Regions from separate parts of the Mus musculus genome. Here region 2 is linked to region 1. A link is a contact called in public Hi-C data. All regions are on one chromosome and are shown on one strand. Each heading gives the region's core, a stretch centred on a gene start, on an enhancer-like site or on the middle of the called end of the contact. The rest is flanking DNA. Distances are from core to core; before and after follow the strand shown.

What was found. A called contact is a pair of places that touch in the nucleus more often than the background predicts.
Region 2: a Hi-C map of group 2 innate lymphoid cells shows a contact between it and region 1, with 2.5 times the contacts expected there. The contact joins two enhancer-like sites. A contact is called at or near these places in 1 of 39 promoter capture datasets (liver), 1 of 15 datasets of contacts at CTCF or cohesin (stem cell-derived epiblast-like cells), 15 of 484 Hi-C or Micro-C datasets (CD4 T cells, CD8 T cells, effector CD8 T cells and 6 more), 2 of 115 datasets of contacts at active chromatin or transcription factors (T-cell acute lymphoblastic leukemia and kidney) and 1 of 9 other capture datasets (embryonic stem cells).

The regions. Positions count from the first base shown.
Region 1 is chr9:68,968,244-68,970,957 of GRCm38.p6, reverse strand. The region is part of intron 1 of Rora (RAR-related orphan receptor alpha); the gene reads right to left. Among named protein-coding and RNA genes, the nearest start is that of Gm31262, 150 kb to the right of the region's middle. Within about 2 kb of position 1,312, at least 7 of the 459 cell types and tissues checked have an H3K27ac peak or open chromatin away from gene starts, as enhancers often do. A contact at or near this core is called in group 2 innate lymphoid cells and regulatory T cells, where this site is marked.
Region 2 is chr9:69,173,634-69,176,333 of GRCm38.p6, reverse strand. The region is part of intron 1 of Rora (RAR-related orphan receptor alpha); the gene reads right to left. Among named protein-coding and RNA genes, the nearest start is that of Gm46153, 130 kb to the left of the region's middle. Within about 2 kb of position 1,368, at least 27 of the 459 cell types and tissues checked have an H3K27ac peak or open chromatin away from gene starts, as enhancers often do. A contact at or near this core is called in group 2 innate lymphoid cells and regulatory T cells, where this site is marked.

The sequences.
Region 1 (2,714 bases), core at 63-2,562:
CCACTGCATGTTTGACACAAAAACCACGCCTAAGTGGGATACACATACAAAACACTGCTTCATGCTTTTTATTCCACAGTGAACACTGATTTTCTTGTCTTACTGGGAAACTTAAAAAAAGATTTTTTGATTCATGATATTCTTCATGATTCAGTTGTTTTTCTTGTTTGTTTGTCTGTCTGTTTTTACAACCTACACATCCTAAAGAAACATTTATTTTATTTATTAAAATACTGTTTATATCCCCCAATTTAATAGGTTTTTGAAAAATGACATATTTAAACTAAAGGAAATTCCTCTTCCAATTTATTGTTAAATAGTCACAAGTACCTTCTAGTGAGACACATGTGACTGGTGGGTACCACACAACTTTTTAGACCTTGCCATCACATTGGAAACCCACACCCTCAATTCCTATTCCATACTGATTTTCTTGATGTCACACTTGACATTATAGTGATTGCCCAAAACCCCAGTTTTGCACTGTTGTGACATCATTAAATGTAGAGGACTCCAGTAGTGGAACTGTGAGCTCCTTGAACAAGGCGTTCACATGAGTCTGACAGATGTCACAAATCACTGTTTTCCTCCACTGTTTAAATATTTCCTGGCACCCCTCTGAGTATGCAGTAAGACACAGGGGCTCATTGCCTGGGAACCAGGAGACTAATCAACAAGAATGAGTCAGACTCTCCTATGCCACTGTTTGAGAAATATGAATGAGACTACCCCAGACGTAACCCTGAATCACAGCAACTTTCGGGCACGCCATTTGAACTCATTCTTTCCATAATTTTTCGTTTATAATATGCCTTAAATATTTTTATTTTTTTTAAGTGTGTGTGAGAGTTTTGAATGCCTGTTGTGCACCTGCATGCGCTCATGAAGCGTGGATGTCAGAGCCTGACACTTAGCATCGCCCTTAGTAGATCTCCATCTTATTTTTCGAGACCAGGTCTCTCACGTGGAGCTTGTTGATTTGGCTAGGCTGGATGGCCAGTGAGCTTCAGTGATCCCCTGGAGCTGAGGTTTTACACACATACGCACACACACACATACACACACACACACACACACACACTGTTACTCCCAGGTTTTTCTATGGGTGCTGGGGATCATTAAAACTTAAGTCTTTATGCTTGCATAGTAAGCACTTGACCCATTGATTTATCAACACAAAGCACTATAAATATCACACACACACACACACACACACACACACACACACACACACACACACACACTCCAGTCATCTTAACAGTGTCATATAGTCAGATAAGGTCAGACTTTTGGAGATTCTGACAAGTCCTTGCTCACGTCAGTTTTAAGATTAGCAAAGGTCACCTCAGCATAGCTGTATGCTTATCAGGTGGTTCTGTGCTGTGCTCAGCTTCTTGTACTCTTATTTCAGACACGGAAGGGAATCTCCTTTACACGTGGGGATAGTACAACACCCGAGCCTCCGACCCTAAGTCTGCTGTTCTGAACTTAGCTGCAGGCAGAGAGAAGCGCCAGGCTTCTCTGTCCTTTACTAAGAACAGGCTTCACCTTTTCTCACTAAAACTCCATCCTGGGTCATTTTCTAGGTATCATACGGTGAAAAGAAAGTGTTAGCCTTGTTCTAGAAGAGGAACTGGGGCAGGGCTGCTTTTCTCACTGCTCTGACAAAATATCTGGCAAGAGGAACCTAAAAAAGGAAGGGTCTGTTTGACTCCAAGTTCAAAGGTACAGTCCACCATGGTGGGGAATGCAGGACAGCAGCTGCAGCTGGTCACACCACAGCCGCAGTCAGTGAACACAGAGGAATACTAGGGCTCGGCTCACTTTGTCCTTATTCAGTGTCGGATAGATAAGCCCTTAGAATGGCACTGCCCCACCCACCTCAGTTAACCTCATCTAGAAACTCCCTCATAGAAATGTCTAGAAGCTTGTTTCCATGGTGATGCTAGATCCTGCCATGCTGGTGGTCAGTAGTAATTATGACAGAGAGAGAAAGAGAAAGGAAAGTTATGTTAGTTAACACTTAATGATTACCTGAGAAGAAAGGGGCTTGACTTAAAGTCTCTGTCATTTCTGTGTCCCAAGTATGCAAATATTCCCACCATGGATGGGTGATGTCAATGAATTTGGGGTTAAGAAGTGGCTATCACCTCCGAACAGAAGATTTCATATTTTCTCTTCCTCTCCTTTATCTTCCTCCTCCTCTTTCTTCTCTCCCCCTCTCTCATTTTTTTTAACTCCTCTGGTTTTTTTTTTTTCCACATAGGATTTCATGCAGTGCACGCTGGCCTTGAACTTGCTGTTTATCTGAGACAGACCTTGAACTTCTGATCCTCCTGCTTCGACCTCCCAAGTGCTGGAATCACAGGTAAGACATGAGTCACCCACCACACCTGGCTTATGCAGTCCTGACAAGTAAATCCAGGGATTCACGCATGGGAGGCAAGCACTTTACCACAGGATCCACATTCCCTAACCCCTTTCCTTTGCTTCTACGGCAGCCTGTGGAAGGCTTTGACTCAGGGCACATGTGTGCTTCAACTCTTGGCTCAAGTTTCATATATATCCTAATTGAAAAAAATTAATCTAAAAAAATAAGGTTGGAGATGTGTGTGTGTGTGAGAGAGAGAGAGAGAGAGAGAGAGAGAGAGAGAGAGAATGAATGGACCTTGGAGAGAAAGCGCAATGAGCCTAAGCAGTGCTGGAGTGGATGT
Region 2 (2,700 bases), core at 119-2,618, 210 kb before region 1:
ATGTAGAAAAGTCTAGTTCAACGTGGGCGATGCCACTCCTGGGAAGGTGATTCTCGGGCGTATAAGAAAGCCGGCTGAGTGAGCCATGGGTAACAAGGCAAGAGCATCACCCCTCTGTGGTCTCTGTTTAGTTCTGCCTTGAGTGTTTGCTTTGACTTCCCTCAGTGATAGACTATGACCTGAGGGCTGTAAGCTGAAATGAACTCTTTCCTTTCCAAGTTGTTTTTGGTCATGGTGTTTATAAAAGCAACAGAAAGGAAACTAAGCAAATGAGCTTGAACTTCTGACCCTCCTCCTAAGCTCCTAAGTGCTGGGGGTGTAGTTATGAAACAACATATTCCTCCTCCTCCTCCTCCTCCTCCTCCTCCTCCTCCTCCTCCTCCTCCTCCTTCTCCTCTTCCTTCTCCTTCTCCTTCTTCGACAGTCTCACTATGTAGGCCAGGCTGGCCTCAACTCATAGGCATCCATCTTCCTCTGCCTCCCAGGTATTGGGACTAAATGTATGTGCTAACATGCCCAGCTCCTTGATCCTTTTATAGAGAACCGGGGATGGAACCCAGGGCCTTGTGCATGGTAGACAAGTACTCTGCCCACTGAGCAATATCATCAGGTCCTAAGATCCATTCCTGGAGGCTGACCTTATCTCAGCCTGCCTGGGAGGAAGCCCTCTGGTTCCATGGCCACCTTGTGTGGAGTAGGACCTCTTCCCTCTCAGCACTCTCATTCAGAATATCTGTGGCAGCACTGTGGAATATTCCGACACGTCCTCTCGACCTCTATCCATAAACAGCTTTCCTCACAAAGAGATGTTCTGAGTTTAGGAGCCTTGCTATTTTCAACAAAGAATTAATTGCAAAGTAATTAAGTTTAGAGCAGGGGAATAGATGAACCCTGTCTATAATAAAGGGACAGCGTGGATAGTGACATAATGAAGTGATGCTTTAGACACACACACACACACACACACACACACACACACACACACACACAGAGAGAGAGAGAGAGAGAGAGAGAGAGAGAGAGAGAGAGAGAGAAAGAAAGAGAGAGAGAAAACATTTGAAATATCTTTTCTAAAGTGCACAAAGAAACCTCCCATCACTTATATTGACACGATAAATCTAAGCTGCTTAAAGAAGCCCTTAATTTTTCTCCCATTAGGTCGTGGGGTTTAAGGACTTTACCCTCAGTACCCATAGAAGCGATGCTAGTTTTTACCTTTGAAGTTCTCTGAGGACCTAACCTACTGACAAATACAGAACTGAGATATGCTGGCCACGTTCTCAACTTTCTTCTGTGCCTATAGAACAGGCCGAGAACACCAAGAGGATACATTCGTCCCTCCCTTTGCCTCAGAGACTAATGATTAATGATTAATCAGCAGTGGTGATGGGGCAGGGGAGTGTGGCTGAGTTGGCGACAGTAGCAAGCAGGTTTTACCACTGAAGCTTGGAGGCTTAATCTGCTTACTGACAATTAGACTGATACCGCTCTAATATTTTCTTCGGTTGTCTCCGGGACTGAGGAGTTGGCAGCTCTTATCCTGTTATCTCTTCTGAAGAGGGATGGTGTGGGGCAGGTACAGGAGAAGGCCAGACGCTCCCCACCATCCTTGCATTCTGACTAATGTAATACAGTGCCAAGTACTCCACGTTGTGCTAGAAACACAGTAATAGGTATTATTTAAGAGAAGGAGGAGGAGGAGGAGGAAGAAGAGGAGGAGGACGACAAAAGACAAAGGAAAGAAGAAAGCAAAGAAACAAACAGAAAGACCAGAATGAGATACATAAAAAATATTAGTTTTTAGAATAATTGATATAGTTTTTCCATTTACAGTGTGTATAATAAAATAACCTTGATTTTGACAGTTGAAGTTGACTTTAGAGAGATATCGGTTCTTATGGGTGCTAAGAGCCCTTCCTGTCTTCAAAGAATTTTACTTTGGACTCTAGGCAGCGGTAGCTGTATGATGAAAACCACAACTCCAAGTTCATCTGGGCAAAGGGTAATGTTTGGGTGTTTATCAAAGCTGCTTGCATGCTTCCTTCCTCCGGTGCCTCTGGACGGTTTCAGCCTGGAGGTGAGTTGTGGGAGGAGCCTGAGCTCTGTGTGGTTGCAGAGAAAGAGGATGATCCTGCCCTGTCTTTCCATCACACCCATCACAACCCACAAACAGGTTGTCCAACCGCCTAGGTGGCTCCCTGAAGATACTGGAGGCATGTTCTTTCAGGGTGGGGACCGGAGGCTGAGATAAAAAAAAAATCAAACCAATCAGCAGTGGGCCTCTCCTCAGTTGTTTCCTGTCCCCTGGCCCTAGATCCACAGACAAGAACTTGAAAAAGATGACGAAGGACATCCTGGGAAGAATGAGATAGGATTGGTCACCCAGGCTTCAAATCTATTATCTAGGCAGAGGAGCCCTAAGCCAAGTTAACTCTACTAGAGATAAGCACAGTAGGCCTTGTAGGCTAAGTGTTCACTTCTACACCACAGCTGCCCTTAGGTGTGGTACATCAGTGACTCGAAGTCTTTTTCCCATCAGCATCCTGAAGTCAGGATGCTGAAGGAGCACGTGCCTGACATCACACTGCTTTTCAGGCTGACCCGAATGACATCTTCCTGTTTGTGAGTTTAATGGGTCATGATTTGATTCCTGGGCATCTCTGTGAGACCTTGTGAGGCTGACAATACCCTTCATGAGCC